2 separate regions of the Sus scrofa genome follow, and region 1 is linked to region 2. A link is a contact called in public Hi-C data. All regions are on one chromosome and are shown on one strand. Each heading gives the region's core, a stretch centred on a gene start, on an enhancer-like site or on the middle of the called end of the contact. The rest is flanking DNA. Distances are from core to core; before and after follow the strand shown.

Region 1 (3,476 bases), core at 197-2,696, 490 kb before region 2:
CCTTCCTTGAAAGCCACTCTGGGGAGTTCAAGTCTTTTGATTTTTTTTTTTTTTTCCGTTTTAGGGCCAAACCCACAGTACATGGAGGTTCCCAGGCTAGGGGTTGAATTGGAACTGTAGCCAGTGGCCTACACTACAGCCACAGCAATGCCAGATCCAAGCCGCGGTGACGACCTACACTATAGCTCAAAGCAACGCTAGATCCTTAACCCACTGATTGAGGCCAGGGATGGAAACTGCATGCTCATGAATATTGGTCATATTTGTTTCGTGGCAACTTGAAGGGAACTCCGAGTTCATGTCTTTTGAGTATGAGCTGCCTAGTCTCCTTACTCGGTGTCTTTTTTTTTTTTTTATAGGAAAGTAGGATTTATTGTTGAGCGTTAAGGAGGGGACAATGCCACCAAGGATCTCATGAGTGCAGGGCCTGGAATTTGCCCCGGGGGGCTGCGATTAGGGATGTATTTGACCCCACAGAGATTTTCTGCCACCATATTTTCAAATTCATCTGCATTGGCTTAGTAAATACCCACTCCTTAGAGATGTGGATCTTTTGGTGGCCAGGGAACTTGAACTTGGCTCTGCACAGTGCCTCAATCACATGCTCCTTATGCTGCAGCTTGATGTGGATGGACATTATGACTTGGCCAATGTGGACTCTGGCCACCGTGCCCTGGGGCTTTCCAAAGGCACTGTGCATGCCTGTCTGGAGCCTAGATTGGGACAGCATGCCAGTCATGAATGTCCATTGGAAAGGGCTGTCCCCAAGATCCCTTAGGGCAACCTGTACAGGCAACAGGCTGAATACACTACCAAGGAGGCTGTTTTTTGCAGCCTTTGCACACCGGGGCCTCATAGAGAAAAGAGCACGGTTGGCTTAATTGGCTGCCCTTACTCGGTGTCTTCACCATGATAGATTGGATTTGCTGAGTCAGGTGTTCCAACCCAATTTTGGTTTGTTAAGAACAGTAGTTTGTATTTCTTAATCTCATACCCGTGTCATACCTCCTACTATGAAGTCTTCATTAGCTTCTCCTACCAATGGCCACATATTGTTTCTCAATCACTAGGTATGATATGTGCGTTTGGATGTGTGTCCTCTGGAGCATCCAAAAAGATATGTTTGGTCTCAGGGAGCACGATGAACTTCACAGAGTGTGAACTAAACCTCTCAAACAAGGTTGAACATCTGCAGGCAGCACAACAGTCCCTCAGAAAACTGAACTCTGCGCCTTTAAGAATGGACAATTTCCCCTTCTAAATCCTGGGCCCGGGAGACTCCATTTCCCAGCGCCTCTCGCGGGTCCAAGATTATTGCATAGTGGCCCTGTGGGAGCGCCGTAGCCCTGGCGTGAGAACTACGTGGCCCAGAGTGCTCGGCGTCGATCGGCAGCCTCACTGAGCCAATGAAGGCTCAGAATAGAGGCGATTCCGTGCGTGTCACTCGCGTGGGCGGGACTTCCGGCGTCCTCCTCCGGGCGGTCATTTTGGCTGCTCGGGTGTGTTCATCCCTACAGAAGTTCGGGAGCGCTGAGTCGGGGCGGCCAGCACAGGACCGAGGAAGGGTCAGAGGCGTCTTTGTTCCAGCTGCACAAAGGCGAGTGTGAGGCTCGGCCGCGGCGTCGCGCGAGATGATACGCACCCGGGCCGGTTTAAGGACCGCCGGCCCTCTTCCTGCCCCGTTCCGTCCACAGGCCTGGATGGCGGCGGCCGCGCCGATGGACCCGGTTCAGGTAAGCGTGTCCTGCCGGCCCTCACCCCAGGAAACGCTAAAGCCCCGAGTGTTCTCGTTCCCGCAGCCAAGGCCTCGGTGTCCAGGACGGTTCGGCGTTTCTGACAGCGGCTGCGAATAAATGTAACCCTTGAGTTTTCCTGTTTAACTTCACTACCGGGAGTGTGATTAGATGTGCGAGAGGGTTACGGGCCCAGGAACCAGCATGTGCCAAGGCTCGGAGTTGGGACTGAGCCGTGAGAACTCGGAAAACCTGGGGTCCGCTGTGCCCGGCTGGGGAAAAGTTTGAGGCGGAGTCTCGCCTGGACTAGCCGGCTGAGGGTACTACTTATGTTCCCAGGACTCTTGAGAGCTATGGAGAATTTTTAAACCAAGGAAGCACGCGAACTGCAGTAAGTTTTTAAGTTTTCCAAAGGTTCTGTAACGGAGGAACAGACTGAAGGAGGGGAATGAAGACGTTGGGGCACAGGAGGTTGGATCTTTGTTTAGGTACCCAGAGCTGGTAAGGTGAGACATGGAGGCACAGGAGGTAGACATCCAGCCCTAGTTCACTAGGCTCACGGGCCAGGCATGGGTACCCAGGGGCCTGAGGCCGTTGAAACGCGGTGTGAATATATGGTTGTCACTATCCGTCATCTGTCTCTCAAAACGTGGCTGCGGAAGTGCTTATGGAACCTGCATAGGTATGTGTTGGGTGTTTCCTGCTCTTACTGTTCCCTACCCTCACCCACATACTCTCTGTATTATGGTGTCCTGGAATTTTTTACATTTCATTCCTCTAGACCTTCGATCTGGGGACTCTGCAGAAACCTCAAGCCCAGGGGCTCGGGTCAGTACCAAGGATTATATGGAGGTATTTCCATTTCTGGCACCTGATGTAGACAAGTGTGGAAAGTTTATCCCAGTACCAGGGAGGGAAAAATGCTCAGAGGTAAAGCTCAGCTGGAATCATTAAGGTCTTCTTTCTTGTAAGAGCAAAGGAGCAGGAGGACGTGACTCAGAACTGGAATGGCAGCCTGAGAAGTTGCGTATCCATTCTGGAGTTGATGGGAAGTTTAGATCAGAGGAGGGGAATGATCTTACCTAGGTCTCAACAGGCTCCATCGGGTTGCAGAGTGGAGAAGAGATGGTAAGGCTGAGGGAAGAGGAGGGAAAACTGGGGTGGAGGTTTTTACAGTAGTCCACTTAAGGGCTCATGGGACAGAGTGGTGGCTCAGAAGTGGCTGCATTCTGGATGTGTTTCTGTTAAGGGTTAACTAGATTTCCTACTGTGGAAGGAAAGTGTCTTGGTCTGCTTGTGTTCCCATTATAAAATACCATAAACTAGGTGACTTAAAAACACCAGAAGGGAATTCCTGTTGTGGCTCAGCAGGTTAAGAACCCAACTAATATCCACGAGGATGCAGGATCGATCCTTGGCCTCGATCAGTGGGTTAAGGATCCAGTGTTACCGTGAGCTCTGGTGTAGGTTGCAGACATGGGTCGGATCTGGCGTTGCTGTGGCTGTGGTGTACACCAGCAGCTGCGGCTCCGATTTGACCCCTAGGCTTCGAACTTCCACGTGCTATGGGTGTGGTCCTAAAAAGACAAAACAGGAGTTCCCATTGTGGCTCAGTGGTTAACAGATCCGACTAGGAATGATGAGGTTGTGGGTTGATCCTTGGCCTCGCTCACTGGGTTAGGGATCCGACGTTGCCGTGAGCTGTGGTGTAGGTCGAAGACGTGCCTCGGATCCCGAGTTGAT
Region 2 (3,428 bases), core at 37-2,536:
AAAGAGTTCCCTAGTGGCATAGTAGTGTTTGCTGTGGCAGGTGTTTGATCCCTGGCCCAGGAACTTCCACGTGCCTTGGGTATGGTCAATACATATATAATTTTTATATATATAGGCATATAATTAAAAAAAATATATATATATATAGAATGTAAAACACTCGAGCACAAAGTGGTAGTAATGGACCACACACATGGGATGACAGAAATCCAAGTGGCTTTATTTAGAAAACACCACAATGTGGCACATAATGGGAGGGAGGGAGGGAGGACTCAGGAGGGTTAGTCTCCTCAATGAATGTGAGATAATGTGCAAAGAAACGCCCATTAAGCCAAGCACAGGAATTATTAAAGCAGATGTATAATTCATATTTGTTAGGCTACAAACAAAGCATATTTTGGCAAGCATAAGGTTCAAGTTAAATTATGTATAGGAATACCCTGGCGGCCTAGTGGCTAAGGATCTGGCATTGTCACTCGTGCTGCATGGGTTCGATCCCTGGCTTGGGAACTTACATATGTCACAGATGCGGCCGAAATAAATACATAAATCATGTATAAGCCAGAATGATTTCCCCATACCTTAATAAGTATCTTCCATCACTTTTCTTTTCAGATATATGTAACATAGCTGAAAGGAACTGAATATATCTGTGTATACGGAGTGAGAAATAGTATTTGTAAAAAGAGTTACTCACTGGGTTAGACGCAATCACTGATTGTACAGTCAGGAGAAATGTTTTCTGAGGTCACCAGAGACACCACCATTGTCCACCTGTACATCAGTGTCCTAAATCCTTACTGCACTTCCACGTCTTGTTGGCCACGAATAGAGTCTTCACTCTTATTCCTGACCCCAAATGCTGAGGCCCACATCACTAACGCTAGAGCTTCACACTACATGTGTATATTTGTTAACGTATTATTAGCTTCCAGCTATAGAAGTCTGAGTGACATTAGCATATGATACGTCCATTTAAATTTTTTTTTTTTTTGGTGAGTATTCTCTGCATAAAGAAGCCCGAGATAATATGTTCCTAAATATTTAAGTGATACGTTACAGACCACAGCCACCGGAAATATGGGTGCGTGTCCTTTAAGAGGAAGTGAAGCTCCGCCCAATCCTCAAAAATCCAACACGTCATTCCTAGGCGCCGCTAGTTAGGTAAGCGGCCCTGGTGTCGCTGTGGGAACTACATTACCCAAGAGCATCGGGGGGCACCGGTCCAATGAAGGCCAAGGAAAGGGGCGTTTCCATTCATAAGGAGGACGAGGGGGCGGGACTTCCTTTTTCCTTTTTTGGGCGGACATTTTTTCCTGCTTTCGGATTAATCCACCAAATCCGTCTCCAGACCGCAGCGTCACACCCGAGGGGACACAACAGGGAAAACGCGAGAGAGGCGATTTCTGCCCTAAACAAGCGAACCTGAGGTTCGTAGTGGCATCGCCCGGGTGACCCAGCCGCCGGAGCCCGGGACCTTGCACTCGTTAACGCTTTCCAGCTACTCCTCTTCCCCTCACTTTCCCCGGACCACGGGCGCGGATGGCGGCGGCCGTGCTGACGGACCCAGTGCAGGTGGGTGCTGCACCCCTGGGTCCTTTCCCTCCCTCCATCTCTGAATCCTGAAGCCTCGAATGAGGGACACTCAGGTCCCTGCAGCTCAGGTGAATGTGTTCAGACGATAGGGGTTCTTTCAGTTGGGTCCTAGATCTGACAACCAGTATAGGAGAATGAGAAAGGACCCTGCCGGCGGAGGGGTCAGCTCGCAGAACGGCTTGGAGGTGTGACACAGCGTTTGGGAAACCCGTTACCTTTGGTGTCTGAAAAGATCAGAGAGCCTGAGTAGCTGTGCCTTCATTCTGAGGGTGATAGGAGGCATAGAAGGTTCTGAACAGAGGAGAGACGCGACCTTATGGTTTCAAAAGTATTTCGTAGACTGGCCAGGTGTGAACAGACTTGGGGGTAAGGATGAGGGAGGTGGGGCCCAGAAAGGCTAAGACTTGGTCCAAGGCAACACCGATAACAGGGGGCCTTGATGACAGAGCCACAGAAGGGCGATAGCCCCAGGGCTTTGTGGTAGGGCAGGAGTAGTGGATAGGCCTGAGCCCTTGGGGCTCTTTCGTGGTTGTTTTTCATAGTCTCTCTCTTCCCACAGGTTCCCATGGTCGCATAAGTAATTACTGGCCCTATACAGGGGAGGGGTGGATATCCAGGCCTTCATCAATTCCAGCCCCACCTTGACTCACGAGGGCTCCAGAGTTTTGGTGTCATAAGACACTTTATATATTTATTTATTTTTTATTTTGAGGGGCACATCTGCAGCATATGGGAGTTCCCAGGCTGGAGGTCAAATTGGAGATGCAATTGCCAGCCTCCACCACAGCCTACACCACAGCCACAGCCACAGCCATGCAGGATCTGAGCTATGTCTGTAACCTACACCACTGCTCACAGCAATACCAGATCTTTTTTTTTTTTTAAATAATTATTTTTATTTTTTCCATTATAGCTGGTTTATACTGTTCTGCCAGTTTTCTACTACACAGCAAGGTTACCCAGTTATACATGCACGTATACATTCTTTTTTCTCATATTATCATGCTTCATCATAAGTGGCTAGCTATAGTTCCCAGCAGGATGATATACAGCAGGATCTCATTGCTTATCCATTCCAAAGGCAATAGTTTGCATCTATGAACCCCAAATTCCCATTCCATCCCTCCCCCTTGGCAACTACAAGTCTGTTCTCCATGTCCATGCTTTTCATTTCTGTGGAAAGGTTCACTTGTGCCATATATTAGATTCCAGATGTAAGAGATATCATATGGGCAGTACCAGCTCCTTAACCCACTGAATGAGGCCAGGGATCAAGCCCACATTCTCCTAAATACTAGTCAGGTTCTTAACCCGCTGTGGCACAATGGGAACTCCTGTTTATTTTTTGGCTGCATCCCCAGCATGTGGAAATTCCTGGGCCAGGGATCGAACCCATGCCACAGCAGCAACCCAGGCCTCTGTAATGACAACACTGGTTCTTTAACCTGCTGTGCCACAGGGAACTCCATAAGACACTTTACTTGTAGTCTCGAAGCTCTTGAGTCTCAGGACCCTGGAGAAACCCAAAGGCAAGGGTTCTGAGTACAGACCAGGGGCTGTGTGGAAGGGTTCCCATTTCTGGTAGCCATTGGAATAGGGAGTGGAAGGTTGTTCCAGGCACAGGAACTAGCATGTGCAAATACTTGAAGGTGGGATTGAGATGAGAGTTTTCCAGAAACTACAGGTCTCCACCACATGTGGTAGCATTTGGGAGCAGGTGTGCAGGAGTCACGCCTGAAATGGCCAGCACACAAGCTAGGCCTCTGTTCTGAGGGTGGTGTAGCCATGGTGGGTGTGGAACAGAGGAGGGTGATCTGATCCAGGTTTTAACA

What was found. A called contact is a pair of places that touch in the nucleus more often than the background predicts.
Region 1: a contact with region 2 is called in a Hi-C map of skeletal muscle, with 9 times the contacts expected there. The contact joins the promoter of LOC100514656 here to the promoter of LOC110261324 in region 2. A contact is called at or near these places in 3 of 47 Hi-C or Micro-C datasets (heart right ventricle, liver and skeletal muscle).

What each region holds. Positions count from the first base shown.
Region 1 is chr6:62,415,070-62,418,545 of Sscrofa11.1, reverse strand. It overlaps LOC100514656 (zinc finger protein 551), which reads left to right and starts at 1,446. Exons shown (of 5, transcript XM_021095151.1): 1 at 1,446-1,733.
Region 2 is chr6:61,924,390-61,927,817 of Sscrofa11.1, reverse strand. It overlaps LOC110261324 (zinc finger protein 772-like), which reads left to right and starts at 1,286. Exons shown (of 4, transcript XM_021097337.1): 1 at 1,286-1,575. The coding sequence starts at 1,543.